4 separate regions of the Sus scrofa genome follow, and regions 1, 2 and 3 are each linked to region 4. The links are chromatin contacts, called in public Hi-C and HiChIP or PLAC-seq maps. All regions are on one chromosome and are shown on one strand. The core of a region is the stretch at or near the end of the contact, and the rest is flanking DNA. Distances in the headings are between cores, read along the strand shown.

Region 1 (3,752 bases), core at 695-3,194, 490 kb before region 4:
GAGCCACGTCTGTGACCTACACCACAGCCCATGGCAATGCCAGATCCTTAACCCACTGAGCAAGGCCAGGGATCGAACCTGCAGCCTCATGGTTCCTATTCGGATTCGTTAACCGCTGAGCCACGATGGGACCTCCATGTATGTTATTTTAAATCATGGTATTTACATTTTATTAAAATTGAAAACTAATAAGAATGAAATATGGAACTGAGGTTGAACAAGAGATGTAGGAAATAATAAGACAGCCAAACACCTGTTTACATCCAGAATTTGTTCTGCTCTTCCTATTATAAAGAAGATACTTTGAATATCATCTTTAAGGACTAGACATTTAAAAAATTTGATCCTTTACCTAAAGTACATTGTCTTTTAAATGGAGAGAAGGGCAGCGACTAAAGGAGAACTACATTAGGACGCTACACAGCCCTCTATTGGAAGGAGCAGTGCTACCAGCTGTGGCTGCTGTCTTTGTCCTGGTTCAGATGCCAGAGCCATTCATGGAAGGGCTACTTGAAGTTACTTTCCTCATGTTTAGGTTTGTGTTCTTACTGTTCCTTGGGGTCTTCCCTAGTCTCGAAAGAGAAGAATTTAAGGAGAAGGGGTTTCACAATGTCTTTAAAGAGCTGTCGTAATCACTGGGAGATGCATACGGACACTGTATCAATATTTTCTTGGAAAGAACTGTTGTGGTGCAAATAACTGTGTAACCTGGAAAAGGATGTTACCAGAAAAGGACTAACTATTACTTCTCAGATTTACAGAAAAAAATTAATTATATCATCACTTAACTTGGCTAACTTTCTAGTGTTCATTTTTTACAGTTTGGGAGGATTCAACTTTTTTTTTTTTGTCTTTTTGCCTTTTCTAGGGCCACTCTTGTGGCACATGGAGGTTCCCAGGCTAGGGGTCTAATCGGAGCTGTAGTCACCGGCCTATGCCAGAGCCACAGCAACGCAGGATCTGAGCCGCATCTGCGACCTACACCACAGCTTACAACAATGCTGGATCCTTAACCCACTGAGCAAGGGCAGGGATCGAACCCACAACCTCATGGTTCCTAGTCGGATTCGTTAACCACTGCGCCACGACGGGAACTCCTCAAATTAGATTTTAAAAGAATCATCAACTTCTTTTCCTTATTTAGCAGTACATTATTTTGGTTACGTTTCTTTTTCCCTTTCCTTTATCTTTACATTTATCCTTTTTTTTTCCCCCTAAACATTTCAAGGTAAAAAGTGAATAGAAGCTTTTGTAACACAATAAGGACCTCTTCTAATCCTGGCTGAGAAGAGGTGAAACAATCTGCTGAATATTTAGCAGAGGCTTTAGCATTTCAGTATTGTTTGGTATCTCTATATGCAGAATGTTTTATCTCAAAAAAGTGAGATTTATTTATAGTGAAGTTGCTAATTTTAGATTCTTTACAACAAATTTGGTCAGTCTACTCTTTATTTGCTTAATTTAATTTGTAATCTCAGATTAAAATTTCCCTCTTTATTGGATAATTTCCATGGTTTAATTTTGGTCAACAAGGCTAGTCCCACATAAATTTCCCAAGTTTTCCAAGTTCTGTGTTCAGCCTCTGCTCTCTTTCCCTTTCAATGTTTTTCTTCTTTGCCTCGCTAGCCTTCCCTCGTTCCCACTTCTATAGCACACACTCCGTGGCAGTATTGGTGCAATGGACCATTCCTCCAGCCTCCTGTCCATTCCGCACTCTTTGAAGCTTCACCTCTTCCCTTGAGGTCTTATTTACTGCTTCTCTTTTGACAGTAAGTGTTCAGATAGATTAATCTCATATAAAGAATTTGTGATTTATAGTGTCTTATCTCTCCAGAGAATCTTATCTTTTGATATTTCAAAATCCAACTACCAGAGGAACTCCCAGAGATATCATGTTGTAAGTAGGAAAAAATGTACTAGTGGCAGGAATCCTGGACTTGGGGGCAGGCCAGAGAGAATCTGGACGCCTTCTGGTAGCCTCAGATTCATGTTTTCTAGGCAGCTGCCTACATCATCTGAGGTGGAATTGTAGTGCTAGTTCTGGTTTTTAACTCCAGACTCAGTAAGACTATTCTGTGAAATTACGACTAAGGGGGAATTTTAGCCACTGCATTTGCATGCCAGCAGACTGTTTATCAAGGGGAGAAAGAGGACCTTTTTTGATCTACTTCGGGTTTTATTGTGGGGCATAGTCACTGCTATTTTATTTAATCAACATGAGCTGTTTCCTTACTGGAAATTATGATTAGAGGATTTAAGTTTAACGTTATAAATTCCATGTTTCCAAGATTAATATTAAAAAGATTTTCAAATGGCAGGCCTTTTCAAGATATATAATCAAATAGGTAAATTAATACGCTCCTGGAGAAATTTCAGAAGTTTTCTAATTTTTAAGAATATGCTTTTCAGTTTAATATACCAACTTTCTCTATTAGCATATTGCATTCGAAGGGAGAGCATTTTTAATGTATCCTACTACTGAATTGTAAGTGCATAGAAGATCTGTAAAATACGTAGTATTGTAAATATCTGCACTAATTGAATAGTCTACCACTTTGTTTCTTCTGTGAAGTAAGTTAACTACGTGTGAAAACTTCATTGGCTTTCTGAGGTTACAGGTAAAGTGGGTTTGAAAGTGGTCAGTGAACACTTGTGGGATAGCTGCTCTCAGCTCCTCTGAGTTGGGCCTCGTAGTCTCAGGAGTCCACTCTACTTGAAATTCACAGTGTCTGTCACGGGAGGGCAGCAGAATCACGTATGTACAGGCCAGCTGTCTGGTTTGACTTTAAATAAAGGAACTGATTACAAAGCAAACCATGTTGCCCAAGAACATGAAAATTAAGTCAGTTTTTTTCTTACTGTTCAACTGATCAAAACACAAGATGGAAGTATTAGAGAGAACAGTTATTTTTCTATAATTGAAAAGCCTTATCCCAAGAACATGTGATTTGCGTTAGAAAATTATTTGTACTTATGAATTTAAAATTTAGGGTTTAAGAGAAGGTGGGGGGCAAGGAGAATGAATGTTATCTTTCCTGTTTGTGGGTGGAAACGTACATAGTATTTAAGCCATTTGGCACTAGTGTCAGCCTCCTTTGTCTTAATCTACTGTGATATTTTGGGCAAGTTAGTTAACATTTCTATGCCTTAATTTCCTCAAATACAAAATAGGAGATATAGTGTGCATTCGTAGTGTTAAACAGCATTCATAGTTAAGGATTAAATGACCAATTTTAATGCACATATAGAGTACATATAAGTACACTGTAAATGTTACTTTGGATTATATTCATGAGGTAAATGCTGAACTTTTCAAGTTAAAAGATCTTAACTAAGAATTGGGGCCCAATGCAAGAGAAAGAATTTAAGTGAGATGCTTACATTATATTTTATGTCATTTTTTCACAGTGATCCTGGAAAGGATCATTTCCTCTCCTCTTATGTATTTAAGAGGAGAGGAAAATATTAAAATTAAGAAGTTTAAGGTTTAGTGTAAATTAGGGAAGAGATATCACATATGCTTATACGAAAGGGAAATTTTTCTTCTTCTCCAAGACTGGAACCATTACTTTTTAGTTGGTAAAATAGTAATGACTCTTTTCTATTTAGAACCTTATCTGTTACCAACAAAAGGAATATCATGTAAATAAGACCCTGAAAAAGTTTTTTTTTTTTGAGAAAAAGACAGTTCGGATTGAGGAAACTCAATCTTGTTGAGTTTTGAGTCTAAACTCAGTAAGCACTTACCAAAA
Region 2 (3,798 bases), core at 15-2,514, 290 kb before region 4:
GTAGGTTGCCGACGCGGCTCGGATCCCGAGTTGCTGTGGCTCTGGCGTAGGCTGGTGGCTACAGCTCGGATTAGACCCCTAGCCTGGGAACCTCCATATGCCACGGGAGCGGCCCAAAGAAATAGCAAAAAAAAAAAAGAAATACCAACTTCCTAGTCTAAATAAAGGTAACAAAATATTCCACCCAGGGAAATCATGCTGTTAAGCTTTTCTTAGTAACTTTTTAGATGTGTGAATTGCTCTTTTTAAGAAGCTCAATGAAGTAGGACTTTCAAAATTAAAGTGAATGAATCCAGTACATCAGCCAAATTTTAGGGATTTTTTTTTTTTTTCAGAACTCAGGAAGTTGTAGAAAGACCTGGAGAAAGAGCATTCCAAGCTGAGAGGGAAAACAAGTGCAATGGCCCTGAGGCATGTCTGTGAGATTTAAAAAATGTGGTAGAAGCGGAGTGAGCAGGAGAGAGATGGAAGGTGAGTTCAGAAAAGAAAACAAAGGCAGATGTTGCGGTTCTTATTGGAATTTGAGTTTTATTCCATGTGTCAAAGGAAACCACTGCATGATTTACAGCGTTAAAGTGGCATGACAATTTAATTTACACTTTAAAAATCTAACAAAATGTAGGGAAATTTTCAAAGTAAGAACGGCTTGCTTTTAAAATATTTTGCTTATCTTAAAAAAAAAAAAAAATCTGTGCTTTCCTGAGGTAGGAAAGCACCAGATAGGGTATTTAAAACAATTATTTCCATTCTCTGACAGTAGGTACTACACAAAAACATTTCGCATATAATGATCAGGTACTGTCTTATAATGGCAACCTGCAAATTAGTAGTACCATTCCTTTCTAGCAGATGAGAAAAGTGAGACTCAGATTAAGTAACTGGCCAACGATGATCAGAGCTGACGGTAAAGTTTGGCTTCCCGTCCAGTTCTTTTGGACTTGAGTGGTCCAAACTGTACACAAAAGCCATCCGGTCTCTGTATTCCGAGAGTATTCAGAGTACCGGGGGCACCCGAGAGAAGTCAGAGCGGTAACTCAGCCCGGGTGTAGGGAACCGCGGCGTGCCCTGTGCGGGGCACCAGGTGCTCACTCACCTGCAGTGCAGAGCGACACGGCAGCGCAGAGCAGCAGGGCGCGGGCGAGCATCTCGGCGGCGGGCGGGGCGCGAGCTGGCAGGCAGACTGGTAGAGGCGTTGCGGTGAGTCGGCTTCTGAATGTAGAGCTGGAGGAGGCGGTGTGAGGAGTTCCTGGGCGTCCTGTGACGCTTGCGGCAAGTTGACAACTGAAGCTAACGGAGAGGACCTTCCTTTTATGCGTGAAAACTAAGCCCACGTGACGGCATGACTGTTTCTTTCCGCCTTTCCTTCCCCCCTCCAAAACTTCTCACCCCCTCTCTGCTTAAATAATTGCGTAAGACCGGGAGTGGGAGGAGGGGGTAAGATATTTTTTTATCCACGCAAATGAGAAAATAGGAAACCCGAGAAGATGCGCTCGGCTTCAAGGTGGGTGCAAAGCGGATCGCCCCCTTCTCCGCTCCGATCTCCCTGCGCCCCACCCCCGGTTCCGCTGCCCCCGGCGGCTGGCTTTGAGCCAGATTCCTTTCTTTCCTCGGGGTCTTGGACCCAGGCTTGGGGAGTCGGCGCCGAGGCAGGTCAGCTTGGGGGGAAGGGCGGCGGCCCATGGGCTTCCTCTCCGGGAATCCGAGCTGCCTAGAGGTTCCGGAGCGCAGGGAATCCCCTCGCGGGCCGCCGCCCCCTGTCTGGTCCCTAGGCTTTGGGGGCGAGGAAGTCACAGTCTGGACAGACCTGGGAGCGTCAGGCCAAGAAAGACTGACATGTTTTACTCCTGCCGTGTGTTTCAGATGTGTCATGATTTTAGTGACCATTCATAACCCGGTGTATATGCAAAACACTTATCTTTAAATTTTCACTTGACCGAATGAAATGAAATGTAATAGCTGCCCCCACGTTGCTTCTTGGAGAGGGGAAGAAAAGGTAAATTCCTCTCCTCAATACTGATCGTGATCACTTACTGTGTATGTAATCAATCTGAAATCAAAGGACCACCACTATATAATTTCCTCTCCCTGATGAATAAGGGAAAAGGAGGTGACCAGGATTCGCAGGGATGCAAACGTTTTAATGCATTTACTTGTCTGCCCTGCGGCTGCCATATTTTGGTCTTTAGCCCTTCATAGGAGACACAAATAGAAGAAAGCAGATTTTTTTGTTTGCCTTTTTGTCTTTTCTGCCCATTTTTTCCAAGATGATGAGTTATGATTAGTATGCCATGATATGTTACACCATAAAAAAATAAGGCCGTGGTTATGTAAAATTATAACTCTCATTTGTGTATATATTTAGTGTTTCTGTGTACACTTTATTTATTTTTATTTATTCATTTATTTATTTTTAGGGCCACACCTGGAGCATATGGAAGTTCCCAGGCTAGGGGTTGAATTGAAACTGCAGCTGCCAGCCTACAACCACAGCCACAGCAGCTCCAGATCCCAGCCATGTCTGTGACCTACACCACAGCTCACAGCAGTGATCCTTAACCCACCGAGTGAGGAGCGAGGCCAAGGATCAAGCCCGCATCCTCATGGGTACTAGTTGGGTTCATTACTGCTGAGCCACAATGGGAACTCTTCTGTGTATGCTTTAGACAAGTATTTGTATCTGTTGTACAGAATTTCTTTAATTAGTGTCTGAAATTTGTTGGGAAATTCTCTGTGTGAAGTGAAAATAAGGAAGCATTTAAAAAATCTTGCAAAGCATTCCACTGAGTTTTACTGCCCCCTTCTGCTGCTTCAATTTTTTTCAACTTACTTTTCTCTCTGATGCTGTGAAGATCACTAAGTAATTTGTGTGATGTTATAGTGTTCTTAAAATCCACATGTGCAGTGTTCATTTTTTATTTAACTTTAATGAATATACTGAAAAGGAATATGTTTTAATTGAAGTGATAAGTCACTCATATGAGCTAAAAAGACATAATAGGAGTTCCTGTTGTGGTATAGAGGAAACAAATCCAACTAGGAACCATGAGGTTGTGGGTTTGATCCCTGGCCTTGCTCAGTGGGTTAAGGATCTGGGGCTGCCGTGAGCTGTGGTGTAGGTCACAGACTCGGCTCCCATCTGGCGTTGCTGTGGCTGTGGTGTAGGCAGGCAACTGTAGCTCTGATTTGACCCCTAGTCTGGGACCCTCCATATGCCACTGGTGCGGCCTTAAAAAGATTAAAAAATATATATATATTATTGATACCCAAAATTCCAAATAAGCTAACTTTTTTTTTTTTTTTTTTTTTTTGTCTTTTTTGACCACTCCATGGCATGTGGAGTTCCTGGGCCAGGGATCAGATCTGAGCCACATTTAAGACCTAAGCTGCAGCAACACCAGATCCTTAACCCTCTGTGCAGGGCCTGGGATAGAACCTGCATCCCATCACTCCCAAGACACCACCAATCCTGTTGCACCACAGCATAACCTCCTGAGCTAACATTTTCAAGGGAGATATTTCTTACTGCTTTGAGCAGGGCTCTACCATTCTGACATGGAAGGACGCTCATATCCACTATCTCAGGCAAGAAATCTCTTTCCTTTTCCCTCTCTTCTCCTTTGGCTGATTTAGTGACACTCAGAGAGAAAGGTGATTGCCTCTTATCTTTATTCATGACAGACTGGCTAGAAAAAGAGCTTCATCATCTTAAGTCAGAGTTATTCTTGAAAGACATTTTAGAAAAATTATGCTGCAGAATATATCTATTTCTTAATTCTAGTTATGTATCCATTTCTGGCA
Region 3 (4,283 bases), core at 1,145-3,644, 350 kb before region 4:
TTGAAGTGTAGTTGATTTGCTTATATATTTTTAAAGAAAGAGGGAGAGATATATTTTTCCACTTAATAGTATATCAATATAGTTCCATGTTATTATACCTTAGTATTTTTAGTGGCTCTGTAATACTCTATGGTATGGATTTGCTAAAAATTATTTAATCACTCTTCTGCATTATTAAAAAGTTAATATGTGTTCACTCTTTTTTTTTTTCTCTTCGTCTTTTTTTGCTATTTCTTGGGCCGCTACCGCGGCATATGGAGGTTCCCAGGCTAGGGGTTGAATCGGAGCAGTAGCCGCCAGCCTACGCCAGAGCCACAGCAACGCGGGATCCGAGCCGTGTCTGCAACCTACACCACAGCTCACGGCAACGCCGGATCGTTAACCCACTGAGAAGGGCAGGGACCGAACCCGCAACCTCATGGTTCCTAGTCGGATCGTTAACCACTGCGCCAAGATGGGAACTCCTGTGTTCACTCTTAAAAAGAGTGCCTGACACATAGGAAACACTCAATGTGCTAGATCTTATTAAAATTATTGTTATATTTTCCTATGATTATTATTAACACATTGCAGATGAGAAAACTGAGTATTAGAAGGTGATTTGAACAATGTCCTGTAGTTAGTGGAGGAGGCAAAATTGGAATCCAGGGCTTTGAACTTTTACCAAAGGCCATAGTAGTAACTTGTGTCAAAAATAAAGAAGAGGGAGTTCCCGTTGTGGCGCAGTGGTTAACGAATCCGACTAGGAACCATGAGGTTGCGGGTTCGGTCCCTGCCCTTGCTCAGTGGGTTAACGATCCGGCGTTGCCGTGAGCTGTGGTGTAGGTTGCAGACACGGCTCGGATCCCGCGTTGCTGTGGCTCTGGCGTAGGCTGGTGGCTACAGCTCCGATTGGACCCCTAGCCTGGGAACCTCCATATGCCGCGGGAGCGGCCCAAGAAATAGCAACAACAACAACAACAACAACAACAAAAGACAACAAAAGACAAAAAAATAAATAAATAAAGAAAGAAAGAAAGAAGAAATAAAATAAGAACATTAAAAAAAGAAGTCTAAATCGTATCGTGGGAGCATTGAGGGAAAAATAATTCACTGCTTGATGGAGTCAGGAAAGGATTGAATTTGAGCTGCTCACTAACTTCTTGAGATTAAAAGAAAGGCTGGGAAAGTATGAGAGGAGAGTGGAGAGGGCTTGTCAGGGTCTGGTGAGAAGGAAAGGAAGCTGATTTGACTTAAGGGAATTTAAAAGTTTGGGAGAGTTTTGTGAGGAATCGATAGGGATTCAGAGGACCCAGTAGGGGATAAAAGAAGATTCCAGACTTGGTGGCACCCGAGGTTGTATGGCTGGCAGAGTCCAAGGCAGACTGAGAGACCCTACAGGGCTGGCGCTGACATGTGATCTGCAGACAAGGCTTTTAAGGAAAGTTTAGGGGTGGGGGACATACACTTAATGTGAAGTATCTGTAGAGAGTTGCAGTTTCAGGATTTCACACAGATTAGCTTTTCAGGATAGAGCCGATGTGCATCTGTGAGGAGTGGGCTCAGTGCCAGGTGTGGTTCTGCAGTATCTGGCAGGTAAGACACATATAAATGACATGCCTCTCCCAGCACATACTGCCTTAAAGGAAACGCCATCCATGCAAGGCGGAAGTGGTTGAGGGATTGAAAGCAGTTCGGTGCTTGTGCAACCCAAAGCCATTGTCACAGAAGACTCCAAAAGCGTTTTAATTTTCAAATGCTGCATTGCACATAGAATTGTGCAATAGCAGTCTCAGAAGGATCCCCACCAGACAGCCATAATCATCCTGACGTACCTTGATTCCCACTACCTTCTTCTCCAAGAACACATGTGGGACATTTAAAAAAACCTACCCCCAGGGACAAAGAGGAAGCAATTTGTTGTGAAAATTTGGCTTTTTGTGAATGGACTAGGAAAACTGCAGCCACATGTAATTCAAAAACTTCATATCATGTGGCAAAAGCATCTCTCATTTAGTAGGGATGGAACATTTTAAAAAACATTTTTCTGTGGCTTTAACTAATGCTTCATTCATTTATAGTTACTGGCTTGTCTATCCTTTAATTTATTAATGATATACTCAGAGGTATTGGCTCCTTACACATCCCCTTTCTGTGTCAGAAACAGTTTAGTTTGTCCCCTATGAATTAAGCTGTTCACTATTTAAGACCTTTATTGCTTTTAATTATTTTCAGCAATAAGATTTTACATGCAGACAGGAATCTATAAAAAGAAAATTCAAGCAAAATATAAATCATCAGTTTAATCAGGTGAGTGGAATTGTGCTGCTCGCAACAGGAAATTTGTGCTATGGCCCAGGTCCTTTAGCAGATGTCAGACTTAGACTCCATTGTGCCCTCTGTTGACTCAGTTCTGCCAGAGCTTTCCTTACATTGTCTCATGAGAGGAGGCAGAGTGGTAGTGGGTAAGGGCAGAGGCTCTACAGTTCAACTGCCTGTGTGGTTTAAGTCCTGCTTCTGCTAGACCTATTGGCTCTATGACTTTATCCAAGTTACTTAACTATTTTTAACTCAGTTTCCACGTCTGGAAAATGAGAACAAAAACTGTCCCTATATCATTGGGTTGTGATAGATCAGTGACTTAATGCTCGAAGAATAGAACACAGGTCTTATTCAATAAATTGTAAATATCATTATTTATACACCAGGCTCTGATGTCATTTGGCATACATGCATCATTTACAATGTAATTTTTATAAGCTAGCATGGTGGCAATGTGTCAAGTTGGTTAGCCTGAAATCTGTTTCTCAGAATGACCTTTCTTGTATATTTCTGGTTAGGGTAAGCCACCAGAGATATTCTTGTGCAAGATCTGGAGGACAGAAGTGAAGCAGCAATTATTTTGTAGTTCACACACACTGTCACTTATGTGCTGGATCACCCAATTTGAGTAAATCATTGGTTGAGCTTTCAATTTCTTCACCTTCCTTTGGATCCTCTGACAGCTTCTCTGATTCCTGGGAGAGGTATGTTTGTTTAGCTCCATGATGAAGCCCCAACTACTCCAGGATACCCACACTTTGAAGAGCAGAGGCAACAAGAACTGAAACCAGCTTCAAATCCACCCTTGCTGGTTCCTGCTTGTGCTTAAGTGTTCTAGCTTATTCCTGTTGTCCCTGACTTTACATCCATCTTCTCTTTCTGACTGCTTGCCTCATGGATTTTAAGCTCCAGCATCAGACAGAAAGACAACAAACGTGTTGGGACTCCCCCCGCCCCTTTTTTTTCTTTTCTAGGGCTGCACCCATGGCATATGGAGGTTCCCAGGCTAGGGGTCTAATTGGAGCTGTAGCTGCCTGCCTACATCAGAGCTATAGCAACACGGGATCTGAGCCGTGTCTGTGACCCACACCACAGCTCATGGCAATGGCAGATCCTTAACCCACTGAGTGAGGCCAGGGATTGAACCTGCAACCTCATGGTTTCTAGTTGGATTCATTAACCACTGAGCCACGACAGGAACTCTGGGACTGTGTCTTAACTACCTCCCACAGTTATGTAAGTTCTAATCTCTGTAGAACAACCAGTAAATAGGTAGGTAGATAACTAGGTAGATGGATAGATATATAGACAGACAGACAGACAATAGATAGATCTGTAGTGGTCCTGACTCTCTGAACCCTCTGTCTGATAAAGCCAGTGATAATTAAAATAGTTCCACTTGGCAAAAACATGATCATAAGCAGGAATAAAAATATGGACAATAAAATCATGCGGGATATTTTGTTATAAAGAGGTCATTTATAAAACTCATTACCATGTGGCATAATGAAAGAACTTTATTCCATTTTTTAAATGGATTTTTACTCTCATCCTCTTCTCTTGAGAAGTGACATTTCAACATGACCATTATTTAGTTATCATGGACATATAAACTTTACACCTGTAAAATTTAGATATTTGGGTTTTAAAATTACCATGTAATGTATGGAGAAGGTTCTTACCCATTCTGCATCTGAAGAATGTTATGCAGAATCTGGAGTCTGGATAAAGGTTGAATGGATATGTATCAGGGACTATTTTTTTTTTTTTTTTGGTCAAAGGCTTTTTCTGCGTCTGTTGAGATCATATGGTTTTTATTCCTCAGTTTGTAAATGCGGTGTATCACACTGATGGATTTGCGGATATTGAAGAATCCTTGCATACCTGGGATAAATCCCACTTGATCATGATGTACAATCTTTTGAATGTATTATTGGATGTGGTCTGCTAGTATTTTGTTGAGAATTTTTGCATCGATGTTC
Region 4 (4,168 bases), core at 691-3,190:
TTTATTCATATTCAAGTCTGCAAAATAAGCAGAATTTAAGGGAAGAAAATCTTTGTTTCGAGGAGTAAGCAAAGAATGTAGGGAAATTCAGAGTTTACTATTAAAGATTTTTTCCTTTAATTTACTAAATCACACGGAGAGTAATTTATTATGGTTATTATGCCATAAATTAAATTATTTTATACTATATCACCATATATTAGATATAAATCTGTTTTTCAGTGCCCTTTTAAAGGTATAGTGAGTAGAACCCAGAACAGTGGGCTCCTTCTCTTAAAAGTAAAAGGAAAGAAGGAAGGAAAAAAGGAGAGAAAGAGGCAGTGAAAAAAAGGAGAAAAGGAGGAGAGAACAAGGAAAAATTGAAATGAGCTAGTCTTCACAATTGCAAAAATCATGTATGTAAATTAACTTTATCTCCCTGTATTTTCACTCGAAGTCAGAATTTCATTTACCCACAAAAAAGACGTAAAGAATCTGGGTTTTTTTTTTCCACACTAACCTGATGTATTTGTTGACATCCTGGTATGATCCTTTGTTTAGAACTTCTGTGTATGATGTCCTTAAGATGTTTGGTTTGGGTCGAACCATCATAGCCAAACCAGCTTCCAGTAGCTCCAGGCTTTTTTTTTGGCCTGTGGCTACATAACCCCAACCTCAGCCTCTGGCTTTCTATGGCCTTCTGTGGGTGTGTGTGTGTGTGTTCTTATAAGAACATTTGTCATTGGATTTATAGCCTGTCCAGATAATCCACGGTGATCTTATCTTTAGACCCTTAGTTACATTGCAGAAACTCCTTTTCCAGATAAGTTTGCATTCACTGGTCCGAGGGTCAGGCCATGGACCTACCTTTTGGAGGGCCACCATTCAACCCACCATACCTGTACTGGTCATTGAGGATGAGCAGATACACACAACGTTAATTTTTCCTGACATATTTATGTAAACCTAGAGTAACCTCTTAGGGAAGAAGAACTAATGAGAAGTACAAAGTGCTCTATAAATTCTACACTGTTTGATATAGGAAATTATTTTCATGCCTGTTGCATTATAAACGCTTGGATCCAAATACCAGCATGCTTTTTACTGGAAATCAGAAGGGCCATAACCATGAAATAATGAATTCTAAGTTATAGTTTCTATCCATTGTATCTCATTTGCTTCAATAATTTTTGAAAATTATGTAAATTTATTTACATGATTATACTCCATACCGCTCTCTAAGCTAAAAACAGGTTTTAACTAATGAGAAACATCTTAAACACATATCCTGAGTTTATACAGAAAACAAACTCATTTCCTCTAGAGAAAAGCTAATTTATTATATTACATGTATATAAATATATTTAAATTTAAATTCAAATATATATTTAAATAAATAAAATGGCATGTATATGCCATTCACACTACAGTTTGAATATATTTCTGTTATTTAGAGTGTTTTTCCTATTCCTCCAAGATGTTTTAGTTCTCAAAAATGAGTACAAGGAGGTCCCCTTGTGGCTCAGCGGTTAACAAACCCCACTAGCATCCCTGAGGATGCGGGTTCGATCCCTGGCCTCGCTCAGTGGGTTAAGGATCTGGCATTGCTGTGAGGTGTGGTGTAGGTTGCAGACATGGCTCGGATCCCGAGTTGCTGGGGCTCTGGCGTAGGCCAGCGGCTACAGTTCTGATTGGACCCCTAGCCTGGGAACCTCCATATATGCCAGGTGCGGCCCTAAGACCAAAGAAAGAAAAAAAAAAAAAAAAAGAGCACAACCATGTTACAAAGTATCACTCTGAAGGATACTATCAAATTTTTATCTCCAGAGAAAATAAGTTTTAGTTAGTCCTATGTAAATTGAGCATGAATTCGTCTGTGGAAATCTGAAGCATATGAGTGTCAGAGAGTAACCAGACTGGACAGTGAGAACATGCTTCTGCTGTACTGCTGCAGTTTGTGGAGCAGCAGGTTTTTTTACTCACTGCATTCTTCTGGAATACTCTTTTCAAACTCGTCTGCTCTACTCATAGTTGTGTCATTGTTTCTCAGCCTTTACAAACAGAGAAATGGGCTATCAGAGAGGAGGTGGTTTTTCCGTCCGGTAATCACTGCCTTTACAGTCATTGGTTTTTAATCTCTTCCACATTAGGATCATATAAGGAAAGGGAAAGTTTCCATCACTTCCTGATTCCAGTAGAAAACATCTGTCTAAAAATAAGTTGCTCTTTCACCTCACGCAATTCCCTTTCCTCTTTCTCCACACAGCACACATCATTGGTCATACCCTTGAGTCATGTTTGTAAATACTCGAAAGCTCGCTCTTTTCCTCCTTCTCACGCAATTCCAGCGTGAACTTTTAGTTTTATTTTGATGTTGAATAATCCTTAATGAATAATTGCGAGCAGTGCTAGACAAGAAATAAGCTGAATAATAGGAAAAATCACTTAAGAGAAAAAGGTTTCTCAAGTTTCAAATAAGCAAAGTAAATATACATGAGATTGTCAGAGAAATATAATCACATTTAGCTTAACAGTTTATGAAACAGAGGCCTTAATATAAATGAAGGCCTTTGTCTTCCCAGATTTTCATTTCTCAGTAAATGGCATGGAGAGAGGCGATCAACTTAAAATTCAGGAAATTTCAGAAGCACCAAGAATAGTGAAAGGGAATTCCCATCGTGGCTCAGTGGTTAACGAATCCGACTAGGAACCATGAGGTTGCAGGTTCGATCCCCGGCCTTGCTCAGTGGGTTAAGGATCCGGTGTTGCTGCGAGCTATGGTGTAGGTTGCAGACGAGGCTCGGATCCCACGTTGCTGTGGCTCTGGCGTAGGCCGGCGGCTACAGCTCCAATTGGACCCCTAGCCTGGGAACCTCCATATGCCGTGGGAGTGGCCCTAGAAAAGACAAAAAAAAAAAAAAAAAAAGTTTTTTTTCTCTAAATTTAAGGTGTTGTTTTAAACACTTATTTTCTGAGATACAGATGACTGAATTTTTTAAAAATTGGAGTTCTCCTTGTGGCTCAGCAAGTTAAGAGCCCCACATAGTGTCTGTGAGGTTGTGGATTCTATCCTTGGCCTTGCTCAGTGGGTTAAGGATCCTACGTTGCCATGCCCGTGGTGTGGGCCTGCAGCTGCAGCTCTGATTTGATCCTTGTTCTGGGAATGTCCATATGCCATGGGTGAAGTCATAAAAAGAAAATATATATATATAAATTATATATATGTAATATATATGTATATATATATATTATCTCATTTAATCCTCACAGCAATGCTCATGAAGATAATAGTAGTAACTTTATTTTACAACTCATTCATTTACAAATGAGTTGATGAGAAGTAAGAAACGGCTGACCTGTAGATAAAATGAGGTCAAAAGTCTGCTACTTCAGGGATAGTACCCAACATGGTCCATGTTTGTTTGTTGCTATTTATGATCCCATGGTGTGGTGTGATCAGAAGCGTATCACTGCATACTCCAGCCCACAAAAGAATTCCTTTGCTGCTAAGCTCTGGTGTTAAGCAGTTTGTCTCAGATCACTCAGCAAAGATGGGCTGACATTTCAGATGGCACAGCCTAGGCACAATGCCATGCATCATGCTCCCTGCCTCTTTCATGCTGCGCTATAATATCTGTTATTTGTCTTTCCCATTGATTTATAATCTCCAAGCGTCCAAGGACAGCCTCTGTCTTATCCCTTGAACATAGCGGATGCTCAGTCATAACACGGAATGAATTAAGCACTCTGAGGCAATAATCCAGGTCTACTGCAAAATCTCACAGCAAATAAACACTTTTTTCATGACATTTGCCACAGTTTTAAACCTGAAGGCTTATTTGCTTCCTTTCTTTCACCCACCAGGCTATATAAAATCACAGAATAGCAAGAGGTTATTTCACTGTTACGTTCCCACCTCCTGGCATGAAGCTTAGATCAGGACCTAGTAATTGTCATCAAATGCATCAGTAACAGAAGTAGCTTAAAAAGCTTAAGATTGTACTGATCATTTCCCTAAAACTTCCCCTCTCTAGGGCTTTCCCTAATACCATTCCTGCCTCTCTTCCTTTTTTCCCTCTTTTCTTTCTTCACTTTTTTTTTTCCCTTCCATCTCTTTCCCTCTCTTTATTGGCATTTATTTATCAAACATCTGTATGGTTTTATTTACAGGCATGGTCCTAAATACTGC

What was found. Hi-C and Micro-C count contacts between places; a contact is called where the count stands out from the background. HiChIP or PLAC-seq counts read pairs in DNA pulled down with a chosen protein or histone mark.
Region 1: a Hi-C map of alveolar macrophages shows a contact between it and region 4, with 3 times the contacts expected there. The contact joins two enhancer-like sites. A contact is called at or near these places in 1 of 5 promoter capture datasets (liver), 24 of 47 Hi-C or Micro-C datasets (adipocytes, alveolar macrophages, brain and 15 more) and 2 of 2 datasets of contacts at active chromatin or transcription factors (alveolar macrophages and skeletal muscle).
Region 2: a contact with region 4 is called in an H3K27ac HiChIP or PLAC-seq map of alveolar macrophages. The contact joins the promoter of PTGS2 here to the enhancer-like site in region 4. A contact is called at or near these places in 10 of 47 Hi-C or Micro-C datasets (adipocytes, alveolar macrophages, embryonic fibroblasts and 5 more) and 2 of 2 datasets of contacts at active chromatin or transcription factors (alveolar macrophages and skeletal muscle).
Region 3: an H3K27ac HiChIP or PLAC-seq map of alveolar macrophages shows a contact between it and region 4. The contact joins two enhancer-like sites. A contact is called at or near these places in 1 of 47 Hi-C or Micro-C datasets (epiblast stem cells) and 1 of 2 datasets of contacts at active chromatin or transcription factors (alveolar macrophages).

Annotation. Positions count from the first base shown.
Region 1 is chr9:127,655,212-127,658,963 of Sscrofa11.1, forward strand. The region is part of intron 17 of C9H1orf27 (protein odr-4 homolog); the gene reads left to right. Among named protein-coding and RNA genes, the nearest start is that of PDC, 37 kb to the left of the region's middle. Within about 2 kb of position 1,945, at least 4 of the 83 cell types and tissues checked have an H3K27ac peak or open chromatin away from gene starts, as enhancers often do. A contact at or near this core is called in alveolar macrophages, where this site is marked.
Region 2 is chr9:127,857,602-127,861,399 of Sscrofa11.1, forward strand. PTGS2 (prostaglandin-endoperoxide synthase 2) reads right to left here and starts at 1,265. Exons shown (of 10, transcript NM_214321.1): 1 at 1,094-1,265. The coding sequence starts at 1,145. PLA2G4A (cytosolic phospholipase A2) reads left to right here. Exons shown (of 23, transcript XM_021063827.1): 2 at 336-471.
Region 3 is chr9:127,798,412-127,802,694 of Sscrofa11.1, forward strand. No RefSeq gene overlaps it. Among named protein-coding and RNA genes, the nearest start is that of PLA2G4A, 53 kb to the right of the region's middle. Within about 2 kb of position 2,395, at least 2 of the 83 cell types and tissues checked have an H3K27ac peak or open chromatin away from gene starts, as enhancers often do. A contact at or near this core is called in alveolar macrophages, where this site is marked.
Region 4 is chr9:128,147,496-128,151,663 of Sscrofa11.1, forward strand. All of the region lies in intron 20 of PLA2G4A (cytosolic phospholipase A2), which reads left to right. Among named protein-coding and RNA genes, the nearest start is that of PTGS2, 290 kb to the left of the region's middle. Within about 2 kb of position 1,941, at least 21 of the 83 cell types and tissues checked have an H3K27ac peak or open chromatin away from gene starts, as enhancers often do. A contact at or near this core is called in alveolar macrophages, embryonic fibroblasts, omental adipose tissue and 2 more, where this site is marked.